Regions from separate parts of the Rattus norvegicus genome. Here region 2 is linked to region 1. Evidence: chromatin contacts called from public Hi-C data. All regions are on one chromosome and are shown on one strand. The core of a region is the stretch at or near the end of the contact, and the rest is flanking DNA. Distances in the headings are between cores, read along the strand shown.

Region 1 (4,524 bases), core at 547-3,046:
CAGGCAGCTAAGAGGAAGCTCCCTCAGCCCACTCCCACACTGACACACTTCCTCCAAAAAGGCCACCCCTACTCCAACAAAGCCACACCTCCTAATAAATCCACTCCCTGGGCCAAGCATATTCAAAAGCAATGTCTTCCTCTCGTGACAATTGATTAGTTACTCTTATTGATTTGTTACTCTTGTTGTTCTTTTTTTTGCTAGCAGCCTCAGAACTTTTTTAAAAATAAATCCTGTTGGGGAAGCCCTGGGTCCTGCTAAGACTGAACCCCCAGTGAACTAGACTATGGGGGGAGGGCGGCAATGGGGGGAAGGTTGGGAGGGGAACACCCATAAGGAAGGGGAGGGGGGAGGGGGATTTTGCCCGGAAACCGGGAAAGGGAATAACACTTGAAATGTATATAAGAAATACTCAAGTTAATAAAAAAAAAAAAAAAATAAATCCTGTTGTCTTGACCCCCAGATTCTCCTTAATCCCTTTTTTCCTTTTCTTATCCACTACATTCATTGTAGGAGTTCCTGTTCCCTGTTGTGATAAATTGCTTTTGCTATTAGGAATAACCGGAGGGTTTTCCTGTCCCTTACATGTATAGACCCTGACAAGGAAGGTACTGCTTGCATATATTCCTGTTTCAACTCTTTCAGCACAGACAAATTCTATACACTAGACAAACTAATAAATCCCATAATCTAGCTTATGTGGCCTGCCTTATTCAATCAGTGTAATTTGACATAATTACATGAGGGTACGTCCTTGAGAGTAGAAGCAAACTGCTTTCTTTGTAGCATTATTAAAAACTGCACAAGTACCTATGGTGAGTGACAGAGTCTTTGTTTGCACCTTTTTCCCTCTCCTCTTTTTGTCCTTTTTCCATTCTCTCCTTTTATTTCAATGCTTCGATGAAACCCAGAGCCCTGTTCAGGCTAGGCCACCCCTCCATCACTGAGCTCTATTCCCAGCTCTGTCCCAGGCATGAATGAATGAACCTGCCTTCAAACTAATCTTGTGGTATATAGAGAAAAGAGGGTAGATCCACAGAAACTGCACAAGGCAGGGGTCCAAATCGTAAGTGATTAATTCATGATTTGGCTGAGTATTAGAGCATACTTCTCTAAGTAGGCAAGTGTCTGAGCTAGAGTATAGTGGTTCTGCTATAGATGGCTTTTCATCTAGAGCAGTGGTTCTCAACCATCTTAATGCTCTGAGGTTTTAATACAGTTCCTCATGTTGAGGTGACCCCCAACCATAAAATCATTTTGTTGTTATGCCATAACTGTAATTTTGATAGTTTTGAATCATAATGTGAAAATCTGCCACACAGGAGATCTGATACGTGAAAGCAAATGGGTCACAATCCACAGGTTGAGAACCAGTGATCTAGACTAGCATTCTCTTTCTCTATCCTAGTGAGATGTGATGACATAAAAACTAAGAAAAGAGGCTCACTGGGAGGGACAATTAATGCACCAGCAAATTCCTTTGAATTATTCAGTTGCCTTGCATACCACCCTCAGTAGTGGATCCTTGTTAGCATGACTACCCACAACAGCTCTGTTTTCTTTCACTAATATGTTCATAACACAATGGGGTACATGAGTCCATCCTTCAAAACTTTTCTGAGTTGACATTTTTCTCTAAGGAAACAAAGGACATGGTTTTCTGTGTGACTCCAGAAACTTTTGCCTGGGACCTTTTCACCTGCATGATTTCACTAGAAGCCAAAAGTTCAAGTAGACCATAGCTTCAGGCAAGGTCATCTAAAAGGCTTGACAGCATTCCCAGAGATTGCCAAGTACACTCGTCCTTGGTTGGCATCTGGGTGGTTGAAGAACTTGTGCTGGTTTCTCTCAGATCCAGGCTGTTTCTATACCATTATGTCTGTAAATGATGTCCCTAAGTCCATTTTTTCCTCAGACAGTATTATCATTCCTATGGCCACTGTCGTGTTCCAGGCAGAGCTGCTCAAGCATGAATGCATTGTCTTTCCCTTTAAGGAGTTTACTGCCTCAGTGACCTTTATATTTGACAAAAAGGCTTTTTAATCCACCACGTGGCTGCTTTCCTAAGTGGTTTCTCCTCTGGCTGGCATTATTGAATGGGCTTTTCCTGTTGATGGGTGCTATTAAGACATGCTGTCTTCTGTATTGAATCAGAACTGTGTTCTTTTATTTACCTTTATTTTAGGTTTTGCTTGTCTGTAAGGTTCCATGCATGCAGTTATGCAGGGTAGGACAATCACAACAGTATCCATCGAGCATTCTCTCAGAATGCAGCTCATTTCTCCAGCTCCTTCTCATCCTGTTTGGGACCAGTTTGGGGTTAAAAGGTAAGAAGAATAAGCTCTCCAAAATTCTTCTTAGGACTCCGAGGACCAAGATTGTATGATGTATTATTTAGCTTCTAGATTACTCCAGTGTTTTAGTGGGTGGGTATTTGCAATGAGGCCTTTGTTCCAAGCCCTCATTTGACATAAAGAGATTTGTTTTGAGATCCCTGAACAGAACAGAGAAAACATCAGTGAATACTAAAGGGGCTTGTGCTTTTTGCCTATGGTCTGTTACCATGGGCAACCAGCACTATACAGAGGGGCTATGTGTTTCAGAAAGCATGAAGATCCCTTTTAATATTAGTGTAATACAATCAATTTGGATATGTGACTGACTTTAACCATTTTCCCTTTTGTGTAACCTTGGAAAAGTCACTCCATTTCTTTAGGATGGCATATATCATATTAACAGGAAGCTGAGGTAATGAGATATATGGGGAAAATACTGTATTATTTCAACGTTCCAAGAATAGATTGTGTGTAGGTGGTTGTGGTATACCTTTATTTGAGTAGGTGGGTATGTATGTCTTTATATATGAGGGTATGCATGTATGTGTGTATGGTGTATGCATATGTTCATGGCCTTTCAGGTCTAATAGTGTATTGGCTGAGCTTTTTCTTCAGTGTGTCAATTAATTTCAATTAACAGAGCCTACATCAGTTAGAAGAAATACATTACCCATCAAATAAGAGTTTGAGTCACTAACATTTGTTTACAACCTCCTGAATACCAAGAAGTGTAGATTTTGTACATAGCCTCTGATAGCCCATGAAATAAAGGTAATTATTCTCTTTTACTATATCAATTAATTAACTATATTTGTGTATATGTATTTGTGAACACATACATGTGCATGTACACCATGCTCAGAAGACAACCTGTTGGAGTGTAATCCTTCTTCTATCATGCTACTCTTGGTAGTCAGGTCATTAGGCTTGATGTCAAATGCTTTTCTGTACTAAGCAATTTTGCTGTCCATGTTCCTATATTTCAATTGTGAGATTTCATGATCTGTTATGGAATGCAGATACCTGTGGTCACACAGCTGGTGAATGACAGGTGGCACTGAGAAAGGTTTTTTTTTTTCTCTTGTTCTGAAGTTTAAAGCTTGTTTGTTTCAAATATGAAGAACATGTGATCCAAACCTGGAAACATTTGTTTCTTCTGTTCTAGCACAAGCATCTTGTAATTGTCCTGCCATTGATCAGCAGGATCCAAGGAAGTACCCACTTCTAGCTGAGCATTATAAAAAAGCACACTTTGCATTACTTATAAGTAAATCCATAATAAATGCACCATAATCAAAAGCAACTACATTATACAAAATTATCATTTTTAATAATGAATTATGACTAATTAGGAAACCAAATGAAAATATATGAAGGCTCAATTTTCCATAGAGCTGACAAGCTGACTTTTTTAAGAGTTGAAACAAAAATTATTTTTAACTAACGTGACTAATGATTTCCCATCACAGTGAGGCAATTGGCTTTGCCTGTGAGTGGGGGTTGCCCCCTGCTCCATGGTTACTTAAAGCTGCCACATTTAACCACAGGGACTTTCTAAACATCCATTACTCTGGCTCATGAATTTTTCTATTCAGAATCACCCTCCTTCTCTCTCTCTCTCTCTGTCTCTCTCTCTGTCTCTCTCTCTCTCTCTCTCTGTCTCTCTCTGTCTCTCTCTCTGTGTCTTTCTGTCTCTCTGTCTCAAACACGCACACACACACACACACACAAAATCTTGTGGTCATTTGCACAGATGCTTTGCCCATCTTTCCCTTGACTTTTATTTCTGTTCTTTATTTCTCCTTACTCCCTGCTACTGCCCTCCCTCTTTTTACTTAATATTTCATTCCTTAGCTTTCTTGTCAGTCCTCTATTCTGTTTCTTCTTGACTTTCTCCATCCATACTTCCTCTATCCCCGCCTACCTCTCCCCTATTCTACCATTCCTTGCCTATTTGCTTTAGGATATGAGTTTTCCAATGCCAGATGAAACTTTAGTTCTGATTTCATGAATATTCATTTCTACTGTTGGTTTTATCATGAGGTTTTAGTAGATCTAGGCACATAGATAAGACAAGACAGGAGCTGAATGTTTTCTTGCCTCCACTTGTGACATCTTTCTCTTCTCAGCGATTTCTAAGAATTGTCAATCTCCAATTTAGTCGGATTTAGGATCCGAGAAGGAACTA
Region 2 (4,409 bases), core at 556-3,055, 1.0 Mb before region 1:
AGATAAATGACTATAAGTATCATTTATTCAACACTTAACTGTATACCAGACACTGCTCCAACCCTATGAATTAAATATAAACTAGTCCTGTTTACAGATGGGGAAGCTGAGTCTAAGAAGGACCTTGACTTCATACAGTCTGGCATTTTAAAACATTCTGGCATTTAAATATTAAGGTGATTGTCTTTATCCTTCTGGATGATACGGACACATAATGTATACGATCATATGCCTAGATATACATGTAGGTGAATATATTACTATTATAAGTTAATAGTAAAATAAGAGGCTGGACACGGAGTCAAGGAGGCTCTCAAGGCTTTACTTCATACCCTTCTAGCTTGCTTAGTGAGAACACCCTGGCTGGTATCGCAAGGAAGACTGGTAGGATGTTTGTGAGGGTGGTGTTTATGGAGCAACAGAGCCTCAGACAGACCTCTAATGGAGACGGAGGCTATGATCTCTCTCTCTCTCTCCCTCCTCTGTTCCCAAAGTACTGACCTTCCTGGAGGCTGTGCCCCACCTTTTTCCCAGGCACCCTTGGCTTCCCCTACATTGTCCTGGCCTCTGAGGTCTCCGGACTCCACAGTAGCCCATGTGCAAGCAGAGTCTGGCAGGGACTCTGGAAGCTGCTTACTGTGAGGTCGACATCCCCTCTCTGGTTTGAAGCCTGATTATGAGGCCAATGTTCCTGATGTTCATGAACAGAGAGAAACTGGATAGGAGAGGAGAGGGCTAGGTAACTTCTCTTAGAGCTTTAGGATATCAGAACTGTCTTTGGATGCAAGCAGAAGGTGTGTGGGAATCTGAAGAGCTGGTCAGTTCTAGTTGGCAGCTGACATTGGGAGTATGATTCCTGAGTGGGGAGTTCTAGGTGTTATTAGGCCTCCATGTTACTGTCTCTGTGAATCAGTGGTCTTCACTTCCTCCAGTCCTTTCCTCTCCCTAGACTTTCCGTGCTTTTTGCCCATAGATGTATCATCTCTCTCCTCTAGTAATAAGCCATGACCATGAGAGATGACAACCACTGTCCCCATGGAGACAGCTTGAGGGTCCTGCAAAAACATTGCTGGGCAAGCCCTATTGCCATTGCCCCATGATTGTATGAACTTGCTACATCATAGAACCTCGCTGGCCCCAGTTTCTACTCTTGCAGTGGGGTTAGCTAACTCATCCTTTCGCGCAGGGTCTCAGGGTATTAAGTGATTAAGTGATGACTGACCTCCTCCTTCACAGGCCCTGTGAAGCATCTATTGCCATGTTAGCTGTTTCCATTTCTGGATGACTGAGAGGACTTGAATTAGGAAAAAGATCAAGACTTTGAGCCATAAATCAGGAAAAGGAGGTGGAGAATCATTTGGACTAGATCCAATTTTTCAGAGGAAGAACTTGGCAGACAGATGAATTGATATGTCCCAGCCCAGTAAGCTAGGAGCGCAAAGCAGACACGGATGCTGGGCCTTGCTTCTCTAGGTCTCCTCCTACTGCCCTTTTGTGTCTGCACCAGAGGCTTAGGGATTGCAGGGGCAGGAAAGATTCGTGAGATTCCCTGGAGAGAGAGAAGGGAGCGGTGAGCTATGTGAGACTCGAAGTCCTAATGCAGGCTTCCTGAAGCAGTACATTGTGCTGTGCGTGCGTATCTGGGGGCGTCTTTATACACGCACAAGTGCCTCTCCTCAGTGTTCCCTGCACATTACGTCTGAGGTTGCTGTAAACAAACCTTAAAGCCGCTGGCTTATTGCTTGCCGAGATCGTCTGTGTGTAGACTCCTGGTGGCCACCAGAGGGCAGCATGATGCACGCGTCGATTCTTGGTGGTTTCACCCAGAGAGAGCTGGAGCTGGGGTAGTGGCAGGTCGATTGCCAGCCTGGGCTTTTGGAGCCTGCCAGGAGTCAGGGCTAAGCTTCTGGCTGGGAGGGCTGCTCTGTAGAGCCGGCTCTACTCTCGTTCTATTTGTGTGGTCTGGGGATGTGAGGCTCCCAACCTGGGTATTTTGGCTTAGCCGGCTCCCTGGGAGGAAGCTGTAGGGAGCCTATGATGGAGGGAACATCCTCTTCTCCCTCATCTCAGTCTCAGAAGCAGCAGGAGGGAGCATAGTTTTGGCTTAAACACTGGAAACGAACTAAAGGGACATATGTTCCTGTCCAGGAAAATCCCAGGCTTGATAGGACACAGAAAGTTAGTAGTGACACTGGAATCAGGGTCTTGGAAGAAGTGAGCTTTACACATACCGTTTGCTCAGGCTGTTGAATCTGCTGGTCAGAGCGCGAGAATAGCTTTTACCTTCCTGCCCTCCAATTCAAGCTTGACAACTACAGAATGCCAAGTAGGTGCTCAGTAAAAGCGGCAGTCTGGTTCTTTCTAGAGGTGGGGAGCTTGGTGGTTTGTGTTAACCCCTCCAGACCTTGGGGGAATGTGCACCAGTGGGTATGAAAACGTCTTGCTAACAGGTCATCAGGTTAGCGGTTGCCTGCTGTGAGACTCATTGGTCCTCCTCTGTTCTAGGCAGATTTGAGCAGGATGTTCGATTTCTTGTGCTCTCCAGTCCCATGGACTTGTTACCAGCACTTGGAAGCTCGATCATCTGCTCTGTGCTGAGCATGAGGGCCTAGGATAGCTCACAGCTGCCTGGCCCAGGGATACAGGCAAAGCCCTCTTTCTAATGAGCCATCTCTGCCCACCAGTTTCTTTTTGAGTAATTTTTCAAGGCCAAGCCACTGAAAAGCAGGAGCGGGTTGAGCATTTACAGCACTCCGAGTGAGCTGAACCCTTTGCACGAATAACCTTGTACACAGGGCAATGACAACGTGGCGTTTCTGATTATGACCTTGCCACTTCTCTGTGGTAACCTGGACTGGCTATTTTATTTTATTTTTCCTCTTTGGCCCTTTGTTTCCTTATATGAAAACGGTGCTGATAAAGAAGAGCCCATTGTTGCTTGTAAGATTGCAGTGAGGACGTGTAAGGCTCTGAAGGCTGTTTTTCTTCCTCTTCCTGTCAGAGCATCCCAGACTGGCATCTTCACAAGCAAGGGTATTTCCATGCCCTTCGTCTGTTCTTCCCACTTCTGGTATTTCCCACAGATTCCTCTCCTCTTAGGGGGTTCTGTTAGAAGAGTTCCCATGCCCCCAGCATTTCTGCTGTTCTTTTCTCTGAGAGGCAGCTCATTGTGGCTTCAGGAGATTTGGACTTTCCTGCCTCTGTTGTCTTTGGACCCAGCCAAGTTCCTCAATAGCTCTGTGACAGAAATTGGGTCAGTTGGGCCGTGAGGTGCCTTTCCTGGGATGGGTACCCAGAGTCTGACTGGTGTGTGGAGCTTGTAGGAGGTGGGGAACAGTAACGATCCAGAGGCTCTGGGAGATAAGGATTAAAGGATGTTGTGAGAGTAGCCAGCACCTAGAACTAGCTGCGGGAGGCAGTAGGAGAGCCACCATGGTGTATGTTTAGGGGGTGGAGGGGACTAAGTAGCAGAAGCATTTGTCTGTCACCTGGACAGGGAACATATGGTTCTTACCATATGCTGGCCTACCAAGTGTCAGAGTGCTCCAGGCAAAGCCTTCCCCATCTCCAGCACCAGGATTTTGGATGACAGAAACCTTTGACCAGGTTAAGTTTGGAGTACCTAGCCTCTGCCAGTATTGTCCCACATGGCTTCATTGCTATCCTTGCCCCATATCATTTGGCATTCACTAGTGGGTTCCATTTTGGTTACTGTAATCAAATTAGCTTGCTAGCCACAGAGAGGACTCCAGGACTTGCCCTAGCAGGAAGAGTTTAGGTCTTCATTGTGGTAGGGAGCAACTCTGAATTCCTTCAGCCCAACCATACCAATCAAGTATATTCGCTTCAGTTCCATGTTAAGCCACAAGAGGGCACTAGACCACGATTTCTGCTGTAGGTGCTATGAAGCCTATTATGATTGCTCTGTTGAGAGAAGTCTACTGCACCTGGTCTCTTCCCAGACACCAGCAACTCTGAGGTCATGGCCAACCAGCCTGATTTAACCACAGCTCACCACCGAGGTTTCAAGGGAGGTCTATTTGTGCAGTGCAAAAAGGTCATTACATTTGGTGTCAAACCCAGGTTTCCAGTTTCGCCCTTCTTGCATGTTTAAATGGTGACTGAAGTTACTTTGTTTCTCTGTGTACCTCCCCCCCCCCCCCGCCCCAACCTGAAAGGTGAGGTGTTACCAGGAGGTGTGGTTGTGAGAAGATGCCACAGGGATTAAATTGCATGACGTGTGGAAAGTCTGGAACACAGTAGATTCTTAGTGACTAGCCTGTCTTTTTTTCCAGAAGAAGGATAAAGCTAAGTCACAACCTAGAAATCCTGTGGACTTGATGGGGTCATTTTATATGCTTCTTTAACAAATATTCTATGGTTCCTATTCACTGGGGGAGCAGCGCTAC

What was found. Hi-C and Micro-C count contacts between places; a contact is called where the count stands out from the background.
Region 2: a contact with region 1 is called in a Hi-C map of Schwann cells, with 4 times the contacts expected there. The contact joins two enhancer-like sites. A contact is called at or near these places in 1 of 12 Hi-C or Micro-C datasets (Schwann cells) and 1 of 1 datasets of contacts at active chromatin or transcription factors (oligodendrocytes).

The regions. Positions count from the first base shown.
Region 1 is chr1:140,903,058-140,907,581 of GRCr8, reverse strand. No RefSeq gene overlaps it. Among named protein-coding and RNA genes, the nearest start is that of Ntrk3, 1.0 Mb to the left of the region's middle. Within about 2 kb of position 1,796, at least 1 of the 93 cell types and tissues checked has an H3K27ac peak or open chromatin away from gene starts, as enhancers often do. A contact at or near this core is called in Schwann cells, where this site is marked.
Region 2 is chr1:141,901,782-141,906,190 of GRCr8, reverse strand. All of the region lies in intron 1 of Ntrk3 (neurotrophic receptor tyrosine kinase 3), which reads left to right. Among named protein-coding and RNA genes, the nearest start is that of Ntrk3, 9.0 kb to the left of the region's middle. Within about 2 kb of position 1,805, at least 32 of the 93 cell types and tissues checked have an H3K27ac peak or open chromatin away from gene starts, as enhancers often do. A contact at or near this core is called in Schwann cells, where this site is marked.